3 separate regions of the Gossypium hirsutum genome follow, and all the other regions are linked to region 1. A link is a contact called in public Hi-C data. All regions are on one chromosome and are shown on one strand. The core of a region is the stretch at or near the end of the contact, and the rest is flanking DNA. Distances in the headings are between cores, read along the strand shown. Region 1 holds the start of LOC107895238 (UTP--glucose-1-phosphate uridylyltransferase-like). Region 2 holds the start of LOC107895318 (tRNA threonylcarbamoyladenosine dehydratase). Region 3 holds the start of LOC107895264 (transmembrane 9 superfamily member 3).

Region 1 (3,391 bases), core at 366-2,865:
ATTATTAAAAAAGTCAAATAAAATTAAACTTGAATAGAGTTAATTTTACTATTCAATTGTATTAAATTAATATTTTTATTATTTAAAATTATTATTTATTGTTTAATTATGCTAATATTTTTAAAATTTTTATAGTTTAGTAAATAAAACATTTTATTTAGAATTCAACTGTAATTAAAAAAATATTTTTTAAAACATTTTTATATAGTAAATATTGTGAATTAATTTTATTTTTTAAATAATATAAAGATTAAATTAATTTATTTAATGATAGAAAAATTAATTTGGACCTTGTAAATACTTCAATCAAGGTTCATCTATAGCGATTTGGGCAAGCCGCAGGCGATGGGAATCACATGTTGAAGTTTGATTTTAATTGGGTAAGGCACTCCCTTTCACTCAAACGCACGGGAGGTTGATACCCACGTCGATGTGTTAAGTACGTCGACTTCGAGTACGTAAGACAAGGGATTCCTGGTCTGGCTCAAGGCCTGACCCTGTTGGCCTTTGATCGAAGCCAGGAATTGGGCACGGGCTGATAGGGACTGGCTAGATGGCTGCAATCCATTTACATCAATAAATCCAAAATATTCCCTGGTTTGGAAAAAAAAAATTAAGGAATGGAATCATTTTGGAGTTTTTTTCAAAAATAATTTATTATTAAACATAACATATTCATATTTTAAACTTCTAGATCTAGTCTTAAATATAAAATTAATAATAAAAATATTTATGTAGTGATATCATGATTCATAAGCCTTTTTGCCTACATGAAATATAATCAGGGAATATGCCAAACCAAGGGATGAAAGGGTAAAGAAAGATGCCGCGAGTGAGGTGTCTCGTTTTGGTAGAGATGAGCGCCACCCGTTAGTCCACCCCCTCTCATCTCTTAAAGATGCCGCGAGTGAGGTGTCTCGTTTTGGTAGAGATGAGCGCCACCCGTTAGTCCACCCCCTCTCATCTCTTACTTTGCTGTGGGCTTCGTATTCGTCCATAATTTTCCTTTTCTAGAAGCCCAAGCAGAAGTAACTCTAATTTCTCTTTTCTCTTTCAAACTATTCATTCTTCTTTTACAAACCAAGTTTAAGACTTTTTATTACACCTCTCCATTTTCCTTCTTTCCTTTATGGACTTTGAATTTAACTTTCGCTTTGCAATTTTGAAAACAATATTTAAAGGGTTAAATTGAATCATGTTATAAAATAATTTAAAAAAACTGCTTCATTTCATTGCCATTTAATTAAAATTCCAGTCATTTTGTTCATTATTTATAGAGCATTTTTATACATTTAAATTATTTAAATAAGTACTAATTAAATAAAAAATTAATATCATGCTTAAAATTAAATTATTTTAATATTTCCAATTTGTGATTAATTAATTAAAATAATAATAAACAAGCATAAAATGTCAATTTAATATTTTTTATTCAATTAAAAAATTAAATTTATAGAGAGACAGAAATGTCATGTCAGGCTATTAATTCCATTGCACTCCATTTTGTATTTTTTTTATTAATTTATATAAAAGTCAAGGGAAAAAAAATGGTTTAGATATAAATTTGTATATATGCGTTATATTTTCATTTCACTTGACGAGCTTAGGTAATTTGTTTTGAAGGTGACAAACAACAGCACACCACACAGCAGCGCATTTGTAAGATTCTTTCTCTGTTGTGAATTCAGATTCCTTTCTCCTTTGCTTCGATTTGGTTTTCTTGGATTTTGTGATTCATCGATCCTAATACTATTATTCTATCAAAGTCTTGTTCTTGTTCTTCTTCTAGTTGTTTCCAATGGAAAAGCTGGAACACCTCAAATCTGCCGTCGCTGCTCTTTCTGAAATCAGGTTTGCTTCTTTTCTTTCGTTATTCACTAAGTATTGTGGCGATTACTGAATTAACAGAGAGTAATAGTAAGCAAATCTGTGGTTTCTGATTTGTGTCTCAGTGAAAATGAGAAAAACGGATTCATCAACCTTGTCTCCCGCTATCTCAGGTATTATTATTTCAAATCAGTTCTCTTCTATTTGTTTTCCGTTAGATTCAGATCCTGATGCTGAAAGTTAATTTCATTTGATTGAAGTGGAGAAGCTCAGCACATAGAGTGGAGTAAGATCCAGACTCCAACTGATGAAGTGGTTGTTCCTTATGACACCTTGTCTCCCTCTCCTGATGGTAATGATCTTAACCTTATACTTTATCCGGTCAAAATCAAGTATCTTTTGGATTCGATTGATCTCTCACTATATCTAATTGCAGATCCTGCTGAAACCAAGAAGCTCTTGGACAAACTTGTTGTCTTAAAGCTTAATGGAGGTCTTGGAACCACTATGGGATGTACTGGTCCCAAGTATGCTTCTTAATCCTTCACTTTTACTCTATTATATAGTTTTTCATTCTGCACAAATTCATCTAACTGATTTTTCCTCTCCTTTTTTCCAAAAAAAAACACAGATCCGTCATTGAAGTTCGCAATGGCTTGACTTTTCTTGACCTAATTGTTATTCAGATCGAGGTCATACGCTGTTGATTTCCTTTCCTCTCCTTTCTTTTTTTTCCTTTTTGTTTTTGTATGATCAGATCAAGCTAACATTTTTTTTATCGGTATTTTGCTCAGAATCTTAATTCTAAATACGGATGTAATGTTCCGTTGGTTCTGATGAACTCATTCAACACCCATGATGACACATTGAAGGTTCCCGCTTTTATGTTACATGTCTGATTACTGATTTATTTTTACCTTTGTTAAACATGGAATTTAACTTCATATAACTCTTCTTCATTGCAGATTGTCGACAAGTACTCAAATTCAAACATTGAGATTCATACTTTCAATCAGGTTGGTGATTTCAATTTTCAGCTTCTTCTGCAGTTTCAATCGAGACTTTAAGACTTGAGAGATATATCCTTTACTTGTATTATCTTTTCTCTGATTTCTCCCCGTACTGGATTTGCATAGAGCCAATATCCTCGTCTGGTTGTTGAAGATTTTGCTCCATTACCAAGCAAAGGCCAGCATGGCAAGGATGGATGGTAAAACTTCTTCCTTATTTACTTCTTTTCACTTTAGTAGTCAATTAGTCATTCTGTTGCAATGAAAGTGCCAGCTTGGCACGGGTAAACTGTAACTTGTAGCTAAAGATGAATCGGAAGTTAAATGACCTGAAGTTCTTTACTTTTATCTGTCGGTTTCATTTTATATGTCTTCAGTATCAGCTTTGAATCACCATAGAAAGTTGTCATTACTTTTGAACTTTGTAGCTTAACTGAAAATTGTAATTCTTTGAAGCTTTGAAGTGGTTCCCCAAGGGATGGATGTATCATAAAGGTTTGTTTAGTTTTAATTCAAGAAAGTACGAGAATACATGTGGCCATAATATTTAGAGT
Region 2 (3,391 bases), core at 409-2,908, 200 kb after region 1:
CGACCCTTATTGCTCAACCTGAGAGCAGATGGCTAATGCTTTCCACTTATTGAACAGGGTTCTATGGTTGGTTCGCGACCCCTGGATACCGAAGGCGTCCTTGGGGTGATCTCATAGTTCCTACGGGGTGGAGATGATGGGGTTGGTCTAAGTTATAGGCTATTAAAATCGAAGCGGTGCTATATGGCTTTCTCTGTTTGCAATGCTTGCACTAATCGAAAGTTTTTTTCCCCTTCTCTTCTACAATTCAATATTTTTCATGAAACAACTTTGGCCGTCATGAATCTGCAAACCAAAATTTAAATAACTTTTTTCTCTGATTTTTGACATTGATCGTCAGATTGACTTGGATCTAAGGTATGTTCTTCTACCTGTCGATAAGTACTAATCTATCATACCAATTGTCGAATCGTCACTTAGAGTTCATTGGCGGATTTTTTCTTAAAAAAAAACTTAACAACCTAGTGATTTAAATAAAACTTTTGAATATTTCACTACTTAAATGAAAAACTTTCAAATAGTCAAGTGATCAAAATAGAAACTTACCCACACTTTAGTGATTAATGATGTAGTTTACCCTATTTGTTACTTGTAAAAAAATGCATTTTAGACTTTTCTCAATTGAGTTTATGTTTGATTCTTGTGATATCAACTTAATCAAAATTTTTATATATAATATAGATATAGATATATAATATATTAAATTGAAAGTGCAAATTATACAAATACATAATACATATTTACATGAATTATTGGCTAATCTTAAATACTTTGTTACTTATATTACAATGTAGTTAAAAAGCGATAATGTGACACTAATAGGTAACAATACAACGACACATGATAACCACAAAAATTAATAAAAATATTTGAAAGATATAAATTTATAAAAAAATATTTCATTGGATAAATAATTATCTAAATTCAGATAAACTCAAATCACAAAATAATTTATACCAAAAATGTTTTTTAATAATTTTATATAATTTATTTTTTATATAAAAAATTGATTGCATGAATATTGATTCATATAATATTAGATATTAAAATATCAATACTTTTAAAGGAATTAAAAAAAAGACATAATGATATATAAATAGTAAGAGCTAAAAAGTTTTTTTTTTTAAATATTTCTCTTAGAAGTCATGATAATTGATTAAAATTAATATTTTTTTCCTGTCAAAATCATCAAAATGTTAAAATAAAAAATTTCCAAGTAAATTACACAGTTAAGGAAAAATAAAGAAGAGAATACATAAATAAAGTGGATTAGACTACAAATGATGATATATTTTGTGTATAAAAAAATGAGGATAAAAAAAAATAAAACTGAGCAAAAATAAGTAAAATCGAAGAGTTTGTTGACGATGAAATAAGGAAAGTGAAAAAAACATTAGAAAAATGCTTGGGGAATTTTCTAAAAATTACAAAAAAAATATTTAAAATTAAAATAAATAAGAATTCTAATTCTAAAAATTCGTTTTTAAAACAGTAATTTGAAAATTTAAAAATATATAAAACTAGTGATACAATAATGTTTAGGTTCATATTTAAGCATTTTGTGTAGATTATTTTAAAAGGCAAATAATTTTATAAATTTAAAGATTTTTAAATTTTTATTAATATTTTACCATGTGTGATTGTTTGCTACCAATGAAGATTTTGTTCAAATTGAGGAGGAAGTAAAACAATTTAGTTTAGGAACAATTAAATTCAAGTTGACAAGTAATAACCCTTATGACTTCAAATCATTTCACGTTTGAATAACTTTGATTCCAGCCTTTATGGAAGCTATTTCAGAATTCAGATTCACGCTCTACCCAATTCAGGTTAGTCGGATTCGGATCGGGTCTTAAACCCTAAGCCAATATCCCGCCTAAAACCCTGAGCCGCAGGCATTGAAGATTAAGGACCCAACAGAAGTGCAAAATCAAAATGGAGGAGAAGCTCAAGAGCTTGGCATTGGTGGGCGGAGGTGCTCTTCTCGGTGCTGCTTCTACCTTATTTCTTCTTAAGCTTCTTCCAAGGTAAGTTTTTTTTATCGTCATCATCTCATTCTCTCTTTCATTGCTATATGAAACTCAGTTGAGTCCATTGATTCGTTGATCGTGCTTTCTTCTTCTTCTTCTTCTTTTCTTTATTTCTATGAAAATGTTTATTGGTCATTGTTAGTCCACATCCATGTTCGCTAAAATTATTAAATTTGAATAGAATTTCTAGGCTATGCTTTCTTTCTTTCGTGAAGTTGTTTTGTCGAAGTACTAAATTGCCTTTTAGTTGCCTAGAAATAGATTAAATATAAGTATGTTGAACGAGTCTTTCATTTAATCTGGTTTCATAAAAGATAGAATATGAATTTTTTCCTTCGGCAGTTTACCAGAAGCTTTTTAATGATTGATTTTTCTGTGTATTTTGCAGAAGGATTTCAAACCAGTGCGATAAAAAGGCAATCAAATTGAATGGTAATGTCAGTTTTATTTACTCAGTAATTGTCTTGTTATACACGATTTCTATGGTAATTGTCCGAAAGAAAGGCTTTGCTGTTGTATTCTCTCATTTGATGGACCTCAACATGCTTTTAACTATTAGCTGCATGCCTTGTAATGTGAAAAACCCAATTGATCAGCAATATGTTATTCTTTTAACTGAAAAGTGATTGCTGCTATGGGAACTAATATCTGCAATTCTTCTGGTAGATATGAATATATGATTAGGTTGGACAAATATCTAGGCTATTAATAGTAGTAAGCCTCTTAGTAATCATCTTACTTACTGAGTGATGAATCTCTATGAATTTGACCTATACTGAATCCATGATTGTTCAGAAAACAGTTTCTAACAGGATTTTGTATCATTCTGTTTAATAAAGAGGCTTTGCAAAAATAAGTTAATTGTCTTATTCCTTTTTTTTTTTTTCAAGGATATGAATTAGCCTAAAACACATGATTATTATTTTGGTTTATTAATACGATGAATTATGGATTATTGAATGAGATATGAAACTTTATTATTATGACTAAAAGGATGTCTTATGAAAGCTGTGAATATTGAATTCGACTCCCAAGAAAGGGGACAATTGATATAGGATTAGTGGTATGCTTTAATAATGGGTTATAGTAGTTAGCATATGCCCTTTCTAATGGGTTATTAACAGTTAGCACATGTTCCCGTTGACTGATCGAATTAGTTATCATACAGCTGTACTAACTGTTACAATAATTAGTAAAGGTTATGAGAACAAGGTTATCAATATGACTCTAGACATTGGTTATGGTAGTGACGGTAGCTAACGAATATGAGTCTTCTGTAATTTTTAAAGATGGGACCTTAACTGTATGATATGTTATTTCAGGAATGATTTATATTTGAAGTTGATCAATGAATTTCTGAA
Region 3 (3,391 bases), core at 550-3,049, 150 kb after region 1:
ACTGTAGTATACTAATTTTTTGCATGGAAAAAATAATCTAATAATTTTTTCCTTTTTTTAGATTGGTAACTATATCGGGAATCGGGCGTATGTTCACCGTACCTATGTACCGTATGATGATAGAGACTCATTCCGAGGATGCCGTAAAATGCTATTCCAAATATGTATTTTTTAAATACAATAATTGTACAAGAAAAAAATTAAATAATAATGTGTTGTCTATATTATGCAGTTTATATGGATGTTTTATGATGAGAAAGATATTGCGGTGCTCATACCATCATGGGTTTTCAAGCAGCAACAGCTGTTCGTGTCAAATGTACCGTTGATTCATTTCTATATGATGAAGTGTCACGATAGAGGTCGGGTTTTGAGGCAGTTCGGTTGCGCACAACTTATTCCGAACCCTCCCGTCGACATAAAAAAATTCCACCAAATGGACAAAAAGGGTTCGGGTCGAAACGCTTTAAATTGGGCACAAAAACATGAACCGTATATTTTTCTGTGGAATCAGCGACATTAGAAGCGCCCTTCCTTGTATGTCTTAGAGGGAAGCTTCTCTCTTACGCCCGAGTGCGTAGCATGGTATATGGCACACCGGAAACCCTTTATATTCCAAGGTCATTACATGCTGATCCAAAGAGACATGCAACTGGAATTTTCTCGATGGCAACAAAGGAACGCACAACTGCACAGTAACCAAATTCCGCCATTCAGGAACATCGAGTCAGATACTACTTTGGACCCCGATCTCGAGCTCCAATATGAAGCATCTGGCTCATCATCACACCATCTGAATCCAGATTCGCTGCAAGAAATTCCTCCATCATTCGAGGATATTTTTGGTGATGACTTAGAGCCTCAACATTTGACACGATTCGAATGGTCCTCATACCACCAGAAGCTCCGTCTCGAAACACGTACACCCACCACTGAGGATATTTTTCCATCGACACCTCCGGTCATTCAATACCCATTAACTCCCAATTATGGTGTATATGGTTATTCTACTTTTCTAAGTACAGCGGACGGGACATCGAAGGCCGGACCGAACAATTATCAAATGCCTGAGCAAGGTGCATGGCATCATCGACGGAGGCATCCAGACCGTTACACGCCACCGCCGGGGACGTCGCCGAGATCGCAACAATTTTAAATTTTTTCTGTTAATTTTTACTTTATTTTAAAATTATTCTGTAAATATTTATTTTATTGTTAAATTATTTTTTTAAATATTAATTTAATTTCTCTAAAATAATTATTTGTTTGAATAAATAACTTCGAAATATTTTAAAAAAAATTCAAATAAGTAATAGTACACAACAAATTAAATTTATATACACAATAAAATACAATCATTCTACAATATTAATACAAAAATAATATGCACTATATTAAATTTAAACATCCAACGAACTACAAACAGATGGGTAAAATTAATATACAAATATTTTAAATTCAAATTATATATATTACAGATTAAATTAAATTTAAAGATACAAAAAAATACAAACATTCTAAGAAATTAATACACCAAATTATAAAAATGAAACCTTAAATCCTAAACAACTATATTAAATTTACAGATATAAAAAAATGCAAACATTCTTAAGAAATAATACAATTATTTTCAATAGTAATTTCTTCCCAACTAATCATCTTCTGCTTAAATCAGGTCTACGTTGCATCAGGATAATTGGTTAGTTGAAACGGTCAGCAAAATTAAAAAGAAACAGAAAACCAGCTGCATGAACCAAGGGTAAATATAACTTCTTAAAAGCTCTAGACCCTTTCTTCTTCCATTGTCCCGTGAGATACCTTTGCATGGAAACTCTACCAACTGATTCTAACCACAACCTAGTTGTGGAATAATCGCTACTGCACCATAGATAATGTCTATCTACATTTGATGATTGAGATGCTTCTTCGTCTCTTACACTGTCAAAGTCAAGTAAACGGATTGTTTTTTTAATCCCCTTCTTCGCCCACCAATCTTATATATTTATAATATACCACCGACACCATTTCTCCTCCTCCTGGGAAACTGGTTGTTAAGTCATTATCATATAAAGTAAACTCACTCGTCTTTATGTCACGACTTGGTCTTCCTTTTTAGAAATTAGAATACAACTGGTTCCCCTTCCTCTCTTCGAATCGTTTTTGCAGTGAGGGAATGGAGAGAATGAGGACGTGTTTGGTTGCAGTGGCCCTTGCGAGCCTATGCTGCGTAGCGCATGTGAGATCCAGTGCCTCTGATCATCGTTACAAAGCTGGAGATGAAGTCCCTCTTTATGCTAATAAAGTCGGTCCCTTCGGCAATCCCAGGTGTCCCTTCTTTCCATTTTTCTCAATTTCTCGATTTTACAGTTTTTTATTTCCTTTAACCTATTTTCTCTTTCATTAACAGCGAGACATACCGTTACTTCGATTTTCCATTCTGTTCCTCAGGTTCGTTTCTGTTTGTTTGGTCGTTTTTGGTCTTTTTTAAGGGAGTTTAAGATGAATTGAGATTGTGCTGTGCAGTCCCCCTGAAGGAGAAGAAGGAAGCTTTTGGCGAAGTATTGAATGGGGATCGGCTAGTGAGTGGCCCTTACAGAATTGACTTTTTGAGCGAGAAAGATGCTGAGATTGCTTGCAAAAGGAAGCTCTCAAAGGAAGAAGTTGCCAGGTTCAGAACCGCCATCTCTAAAGACTATTACTTCCAAATGTACTTCGACGACCTTCCGTTTTGGGGCTTCTTTGGCAAAGTTGATAACGTAGGCAAGGCCGATCCAAGCGATTGCAAATATTATCTCTATAAGCATCTCGTATTCGAGATATTTTACAATAAGGACCGTGTTATCGAGATTAATGTCAGAATTGATCCACGCGCGGTTGTCGATGTCACCGGAGACGAACCTGTTGATGTGGATTTCATGTACACCGTTAAATGGAAGGAAATAGACGTCCCTTTTGAGAAACGGCTGGATAAGTACAAGTCGTCTTCTTCCTTGCGGCAAATCCAGTGGTTCTCAACCCTTAATTCATGTGTCACCCTTTTGTTATTGACCGCTTTCCTCGCCACCATTCTCATGCGAATCCTTAAGAATGATTTCATTAAGAATAAAATTTCTCTGTTTTGATGCATGAAAATCCACATTTAATTCAAATTACACGGTTTTATATATCGGTTAAAAGGTATGCACATGATGAGGAATCAGCGGATCAGGAGGAGGAGACTGGGTGGAAGAGCATTCATGGTGATGTCTTCAGGTATCCGAAGCATAAGTCTTTGTTTGCAGCAGCTATTGGTTGTGGCACCCAGCTCTTTTCTATGTGAGTGTATTGACCTTCGATTTACAGTTATTTTTGGCTTCTTGTTTATGAGCAATCTAGTGACTGGCTTATTTGC

The links. A called contact is a pair of places that touch in the nucleus more often than the background predicts.
Region 2: a contact with region 1 is called in a Hi-C map of leaf, with 2.2 times the contacts expected there. The contact joins the promoter of LOC107895318 here to the promoter of LOC107895238 in region 1. A contact is called at or near these places in 8 of 34 Hi-C or Micro-C datasets (hypocotyl, leaf and seedling).
Region 3: a contact with region 1 is called in a Hi-C map of fibers, with 4 times the contacts expected there. The contact joins the promoter of LOC107895264 here to the promoter of LOC107895238 in region 1. A contact is called at or near these places in 22 of 34 Hi-C or Micro-C datasets (anther, callus, fibers and 4 more).

What each region holds. Positions count from the first base shown.
Region 1 is chrA11:23,459,913-23,463,303 of Gossypium_hirsutum_v2.1, reverse strand. It overlaps LOC107895238 (UTP--glucose-1-phosphate uridylyltransferase-like), which reads left to right and starts at 1,615. Exons shown (of 22, transcript NM_001326833.1): 1 at 1,615-1,659; 2 at 1,767-1,851; 3 at 1,953-2,000; 4 at 2,088-2,179; 5 at 2,264-2,354; 6 at 2,459-2,519; 7 at 2,622-2,699; 8 at 2,793-2,843; 9 at 2,964-3,037. The coding sequence starts at 1,799.
Region 2 is chrA11:23,256,944-23,260,334 of Gossypium_hirsutum_v2.1, reverse strand. It overlaps LOC107895318 (tRNA threonylcarbamoyladenosine dehydratase), which reads left to right and starts at 1,658. Exons shown (of 10, transcript XM_041081389.1): 1 at 1,658-2,027; 2 at 2,419-2,462. The coding sequence starts at 1,936.
Region 3 is chrA11:23,314,159-23,317,549 of Gossypium_hirsutum_v2.1, reverse strand. LOC107895264 (transmembrane 9 superfamily member 3) reads left to right here and starts at 1,799. Exons shown (of 8, transcript XM_016820568.2): 1 at 1,799-2,325; 2 at 2,408-2,448; 3 at 2,524-3,100; 4 at 3,178-3,315. The coding sequence starts at 2,174.